Regions from separate parts of the Capsicum annuum genome. Here region 1 is linked to region 2. Evidence: chromatin contacts called from public Hi-C data. All regions are on one chromosome and are shown on one strand. Each heading gives the region's core, a stretch centred on a gene start, on an enhancer-like site or on the middle of the called end of the contact. The rest is flanking DNA. Distances are from core to core; before and after follow the strand shown. Region 1 has its middle 12 kb from the start of LOC124889548. Region 2 has its middle 52 kb from the start of LOC124889548.

Region 1 (3,782 bases), core at 406-2,905, 38 kb after region 2:
GCAACCACGTAGGTCCGCCCCTCGTTAATTTAATAACGTTGATGTAATAACATTTTAATTACGTTAATTTGATAACGTTAATTTAATATACTACTACTACTATCCGCAATAACATTAATTTAATAACGTTTTATTAAAACTATAATGTTTTTATTATTAGTATAGTTTCATCTTTAATTTAATATTTAAAAAAATAATATTTAGATATATTATATAACTTAAATTCGTCCTCTGTTTTGTAATATATATACATACTCGCTCGATATTTTCATATGAGGCTAATCCGTCTAATTAATAAATCTTCAATATTGCTCTTTTTTCTCAATGACAAAAGAAATTAGATGTCATTTTCATCTTTGAGCCGAAAATAATGAAAAAATAATAGTGAAGAATCATTTAAAGGTCATATTTGTGCAGTTTTGAATAGTTAAAGGTCATATTTGTGCACTGTCAAAGTTTAAGGTCATATTTATGTATTATACCCTTAGATTTTAAGCTGGACGCGCCCAGTTTTGCGTGTTGAACACGCGTTTTGCCACGTAGGATTGGAGGTCATATTTGTATAATTTTGAATAATTAAAGGTCATATTTATGCATTGTCAAAGTTTAAGGTCAAAGTTATAATTTGGTGTCAAGTTTAAGGTCATTTTTATGTATTAACTCAAAGTTATACGTAGCATGTTAAATTGGAACAACAAAGAGATTGAGAAAGCATACAGTAACGTATGCAGAATTTTTTATTTGATCGTCAAGATGTAACACTATTGCGATGATATTGTCTGCCTTGAATTAATTAAACTTCATAATTTTTAACGTCTTACTAATATATGAAATTTATTATCTTAAATAATTAACATTTCTCACGTATTTTGCCGATACAAAACAGCCATGGGTAAAGCCACCTATATCAAAGGGTGATCAGTGCACACCCTTCATCGAAAAATTATATTGTGTATATAGGCTAAATGTTAGCTATTATGAGTATATATTTAATTTTGCACACACAAATAAAAAAAAAATTTACACAATCTTCATCAAATTCCGGACTCTATTGCTGAAAACAACATTTGGGAAACGGTTTTTTTTTTTTTTTTTTTATGCTGTTGTTGTAACTAGACTTGTCCATTAAAGGTGGATGAATCCCCTTGAACTTGCTTTTGAAATTAAGCTTTAGATCCAAAATCTACATCATTGATGCGGTTAGATTTTTCACCAAGAAAATTTTCAAAATATACAAAAAATAAACACTCAAAATCTTAAATAAACAAGTGTATTTCACGTTTACTATATATAAAGTACGTAAAATATATTTTAATCGTATATATATGATATAATTTATTGCCAAGGAAGTTTTCATGAACCCTTTGCGCCACTAGCTCCATCTAACCTCCCCCACCCCCCGGCAACCCACCCCACACACCCCCTCTTTTTCTCTATGATACTTTTTGGTTTCAAATTTTGATGTGGCAATTATCCAGAAAGAAAATCAAAGTAACGTGTTACTCTTTTTTGAGCTACTAGATTTGCATAGGTGGTCTGTTATCCAAATTAAAGAGAAGACTTTAATTTAATTTTATGGTAGTTGGGATCCTCCAATATCCTTGGGCATGACTTGGATTCTACTCTAATTGGACATGTATTTTCTACGTGGCGATAATGTACGATTACACGTGGCAAAGATAATGTTGGCAAATAGGTAAGCTACTAATGACATGTGGCACCATCTAAGCATGTCCAAATTGCTACATATTATTGGTTAGGTTGACTGCATTTATTTGACAGAATAATAGTATTTCTTTTTTAGAGAACGACGCTGTGTAACACTTTTTAAAATAAATAATTTAAGTTTGAGATTTTGTCAAAAAGTGACCAGTAGATAAAATATTTTTACTTTATAGCTATTTCCTAATTTGAATCATTTTGGCTCAGGTAGTTCAGAAACAGTCCATATATACAGTTTTCAACTTAGGCTATTCATCCCTTTTAAAAATATTTTTTTTTTGCTATAAATTTTTTAACTAAAAAATATTCTAGTTTTTTTTTTTTGAAATAATAATTAAATATAATTATATAAAACGGTATAATTGTTGTATAGAATATGTATCTATATAAGATACATGTATAAAAATTGTATAGTTCATCAAATATGTATATGTATAAAATATATATATAAAAAAAAATATAGAAAGTGCATAAAAATTATATAATTGTTGTATAAAATTTGTAAAAAAAGTACAATTACTATATAAATTGTGTATCAAAATTGTATAATTTTCGTATAGAATATTTATATATAAGATATGTAAAGAAACTGAATAGAAGGTGTGTAGAAACGGCATAGAACAAGCCAACAAATTAAAATGGCTAGAAAGTGAAATTAAATTTCATGGAAATAATTTAATTTGAAGTGTCGTTTCTGTCCTTTCCACTTTCTTTTTTCCTTTGGTATTGATAACTGATTTTTCCGTTCATCTTTACTTATTCAATTTAAAAAATCAATAGATAATTTATTAATTTATATCTATTTTACTTTTAATATTAAATACTATTTATAATGCAGTGCATTTTTCAAAGATTAATATAATAAATTATTCATATCATTTATTATTTCTTAAGTTGTGTCATGTGTGTCAAGTCAATAATAGACGAATATAATAAATTATTCATATCATTTATTATTTTTTAAGTTGTGTCATGTGTGTCAAGTCAATAATAGACGAATATAATAAATTATTCATATCATTTATTATTTCTTAAGTTGTGTCATGTGTGTCAAGTCAATAATAGACGATTATTATTGAAAGGAAGGAATACTCTTGACTTTTGTAAATTTGCGCTAGTGTATATATTCCCGTGTATCTCTGCTTTGGGCATTAGTTCATTTAAATTTGCGCTGAAAAGTCATATTTGTGATAAAATATTTTCTTGTAAAGATAACTTCATGAGACTTGAACTTGAAGGACTTCTAATCCTAGATGAGATAAAGTGTTAAATTATTTTTTTAAAAAAATTTAATTGGAAATTTCGAGTTTTACTTTGTTAAAAGCATTATACTATCAAAATAACTCATTCCGATCGATGTGAATTCAAATTATTTAATTTTCAAAATAAATAGTAAAAATCATAATCTTTCGATCATGGAGGTTTTGGTTCTTGTTCCCCTCCATCATATCTATCTCAGATTTTTCACTATCTCGAAAGGTAAAAGCATGGATGGATGGATGGATTTAAACCAACAAAATAAAAATAAAACAACAGCAACAATAAATTCAATGTATTCCCACAAAATGGGGTTTGGGGAGGAGGGTAAAACGTACGTAGTCCATACTGCTACCTCCGAAGAAGTAGAGAGGCTATTTTCGATAGACCCCCGGCTCAAAATAAAGAATAGTAAATAAGGTCGCAATGAAACATCAAACATGATGGCTGGCATAACAGAAATAAGGAATAAGAAATAATAAAAATAGAAATAACAGAAATAAGAAATAAGACACCAACACAGTAGTACCATACATTCATAGACCAAAGACACCAAAACTCTCCTAGGATTTCTAACCAGGCTACACAAAAGCTATCCTAACTACTTACTACGACTCACCCACACACTAGTCTTCTGCCCTTATTCGCGACTTCCGCACCTTCCTATCTAGGGTCATGTTGTCAGATAAAAATAAAAATGAAAATAAATATTAAAAATCAGATAAAAAAAAAGAAAAAAAAACAGAAAAGACCACAATGGAGGGGCATTTATTATTATCCCATGAATTTAAGAAGCACAAAAT
Region 2 (3,988 bases), core at 1,459-3,958:
CATCTCACTTACAAATCTCTCAAGAAAATGGCTCTGATACAAATTTTTAATTTTTAGTTTTAAAATTAAAAAAATAACAGAGAAAGACTTAGTGAGATAAAAATATTGCAATTGTATTGTCAAATGAAATCTTTTTATTAATAACTAAAAGATATACATTTATAGCTAAATTTCTAACTACTAAGTTAACCACACACAACTCTAAGAAAAATAATTTGAAAATGCTAATAATTGGCTATTTTATTTTTGAGACATATTTTCAACATTTTTTCTATTTTCAAGACACGAATTTCCAACTTGAGATTAAAGACGAGATCTTATCCAACCCACCACAATCCTTAGTGATATGCAAGTAGTTACGAGACCTGTTATTTGTTAACTGGACTTATGATCACAACGGTCCCATATACACCAGAAACTTAATGTATCGGACTGTCTTTTTTTACCTGTGGTTATGAGAAGGTATAAATAACATAAATATCAACCCTTTTGAAAGTAATTAGACTCTCTCCTACTTTTTAAATTACTTTACTCTATCTCTATTAATATACATAACATAGCCGACATATACATATCATTCTATGTATATGTTGGGATTTTTATAATATGTTTAGGGAATTGGGATTTTTTGTAATATTGAAAAGATAAGTTGTATATTTATGTAATTTTTAGTATGAGGAATACACATAATATGGGAATTCATAGGAATTTAGTGAGTTTCAATTTCTTTTTTAAGATGAAAAGTAACAAGTTGGACTCTTAAAAAGTCCAACTGATAGGCCCATAAAAGAAAAGATTAAATAACATAAATACCAACTCTTTTGGAAGCAATTATACTCTCTCCCATTTTTTTAATTACTTTACTCCCTCTTTCTATTAATACACATAACATAACCAATATATACATAGTATTTTATGTATATGTTGGAATTTTGTAATATATTTAGGGAGTTGGAATTTTTTGTAATATTAGAAACATAAGTTATGTATTTGTGTAATTTTTAGAAAAAAAGATTGAGTTTAAAGATACATGGATCTTTAGCCCAAATTCAATCTGCATCTTAGGGCCTCAACAAGAAATGATGTCAAATTATTGGGATCTTCAACAGTCTGTTTAGATCCCTTATTTTAATATTCTTCCATATAACATCAGATTCAGGTCTACTATTGCTCATGTATTAATTAATCTTACAAATAAAATATTAAAACTGTCGTCCAGAGGAGATTTTTATATTGGTATGTAAGAGGCTAAGCATATTTTAAAGTAATATTTCTATAGTGAAAGTCATTGTGTGATCTGAAAAATTCGTAAGTTATAAGAACAATAGAAGGATCACGTACTAGATAAGTATCCAAAAAGGGACAATCCTCAATGTTTAACCACGCCAACAAAGTCCATCAGATGTTCGATATTTATACTGGACCCTATTATAAGAACCTAAAGTTTCATTTGAAATAAGTTTATCTGACCAAGTATTGATATTACTAATTAAATAGTGTGTATATACACACACTCAATTTTCACCACGTTAACAAAACTCACCTGATGTTCTAGACCCTATTATAAGAGCCATTTAAAACAAGTTTATCTGACCAAATATCGATATTACTAATTAAATAGAGTATGTGTATAATTTTTTTTACCCTATGTTTGATATTTGTATTAGACTTTATTTAAATTTGAATATATTCAAGTCAGATAGCCCACATTAAAGATAAAGCACACACAAAATTCGAATCCAAAAATATGATTAAAGATGAAAAGTATTTACCAGTTACCATTTCACTACTAGTCTATTGGTTATATTGTTACTTACTTTTAATGCTTTAGGAGTTTTAAATGCGAGATAATGATAGCAATCCTAAAATATAATATGAGATAATTTTATCTGATATTTTTGTAAAGTAAGCTTTCATTTTTAGTATTATTATTTTTGTGTTTTTTGTGATTGCAAGCTGCAAGAATATAGTTAACGACAATAACTAGTGGATAATCACTTCAAAGTTACCCCCTTCGTTCGTTTTTATTGTCATTTTTTGACATGACATGTTCATTAAAAAAATAATAACTATCTCTATTAATTGATGTTTAGAGTAATATATCTTGAAAAAAGGTTTGGAGAATAAACAATCAATGCTAAGAGTAAAATAGAAAAAATTCTTTCATCTTTTCTTGATATGTCAAAAGTGGCAAGTGAAAATAGAAATTTAATTAGCAAAAAAATAGTGATAAATAAGAACCAACGGAGAAAGTATGAGCTTTGGAATTCGATTTGATCTTCAATTTCAACTTAATTAACCTAATTATTAAACCTATAAAGTAATTAATTAAAGGGATCACTTTGTTGCTAACATGTTTAGGGGATTACTTTATGCTAATTGAGATGCTTAATATACTTTCCCAAGGCTAATTCACTACAAGTATATTATATAGTATGTATGTTGAATTAAAGTGGAAGAACTAAAAAATAAAATCAATCATCAATAAATACAATGAAATAGATGGTGTTGATTCACTCACCATTATGATAAGGGAGCAACAATATCTTGTAGTACGATATTGTCGTTGAGTCAAATCATAAAAAATAGTTTAAACATTAATTTTGTGACAAAAATACTTTATTCTAGTAAGATATTATTGCTGAGTCAAATCACAACTGACAAGGTGTCGTGATTGTATTCTACATCAACTTAGCGTTAGAAATACTTTATTTCAGTAAGATATTGTTGCTGAGTCAAATCACAATTGACAGAGTATCGTGATCGTGTTCTGTGATGCTCCAACTCAAGAATTGATTGCGTGGTCCAAATAGAGATTTTGTTTTAATTATTTTTTTTATAAATATTTTTTTCTTAAAAAAGAAAGGTAAAAGCAATATTTACACAAAAAGAAAAAGGAAAAAAAGAAAAGAGAATCCTGCTAACACTTTGCTGTGGTTGATTCATGCTGAGATGGCATGATTTGACATACAATTTACAAAATGCTCTTCAAAATTTGTCAAGATCTTTAGTAGTCCATTCACTACTAATAATATGTTCCTCAAAATTATTTAGTGGTTGTTCTCACATATATTTTAATTGGATTTGTGAAAAAAATAGAATTCCTGACATAAAAATTAGGTAGTTTTTCAGTGTCCAATGAGAATAAATCTCCTATCAGTCGTTTTTCCTATGAGCTAATTCAGTGAAAAAGAGTTGAAAAATCATGTTAGCAATACAAATTTACCATTGAATGCGGTGGTAAAAATCTCTATTTGTAATAGAATTTAGTATAAATATATACAGTTAAATTTCTCTAACAGCACCGTTTGTTTTCATATTTTGTGATAGCTATAGTAAAATATTACTTAATATAATAACATAACATAACATAAAAAATTTGATTACACAAAAACATATGACTACTATGATAAATTTTGTTTATAAAAAAATATGATTGTTTACAAATTGATCCAAAATAGTAAAGAATAATAAGAAAAAAAATTGGTCATTCCAATACCAAATTTGCTTAATTACAGGAATTGAAGATTGAGGAGGACAGAGAAATCTAAAAGGGTACTAGGTTGTCTGCTATGATTAAAGAATCTAGTTATTTATAAGCCCCACTTCTGCTCATTTCATGCTGTAATTATTCCTAAGTTGTCCTAACCTGATTTGTTGTTGGAGTTATAATATAAAATTAATCCCACTTGTATATTTTGACAAATTAATGAAAACTGCAAGAAAAACCTAACACAGTGTAACAACAATAACAATATCATAGAAGGGCGGACCTACATATATTTGTGGGGTGCTTCGACACCCACTAAATTCGACGCAAAATAGATAAAATTACATTAAAAATATACAAAAATAGGTATATAATATATAAAAGCACCCATTAAAAGAAAAGTTAGTTGGGTGCATTGACATTTAGATTGACTTTAAGGTTCTCCACTAGAAGGGATGCCCCGAGTTCGAACCTCGTTGAGGTGAATTTTTATTTTTT

Evidence for each region. A called contact is a pair of places that touch in the nucleus more often than the background predicts.
Region 1: a contact with region 2 is called in a Hi-C map of pericarp, with 2.5 times the contacts expected there. The contact joins two enhancer-like sites. A contact is called at or near these places in 4 of 5 Hi-C or Micro-C datasets (bud, leaf, pericarp and 1 more).

What each region holds. Positions count from the first base shown.
Region 1 is chr12:9,783,961-9,787,742 of UCD10Xv1.1, forward strand. No RefSeq gene overlaps it. Among protein-coding and RNA genes, the nearest start is that of LOC124889548, 12 kb to the right of the region's middle. Within about 2 kb of position 1,656, at least 1 of the 5 cell types and tissues checked has an H3K27ac peak or open chromatin away from gene starts, as enhancers often do. A contact at or near this core is called in pericarp, where this site is marked.
Region 2 is chr12:9,744,668-9,748,655 of UCD10Xv1.1, forward strand. No RefSeq gene overlaps it. Among protein-coding and RNA genes, the nearest start is that of LOC124889548, 52 kb to the right of the region's middle. Within about 2 kb of position 2,709, at least 2 of the 5 cell types and tissues checked have an H3K27ac peak or open chromatin away from gene starts, as enhancers often do. A contact at or near this core is called in pericarp, where this site is marked.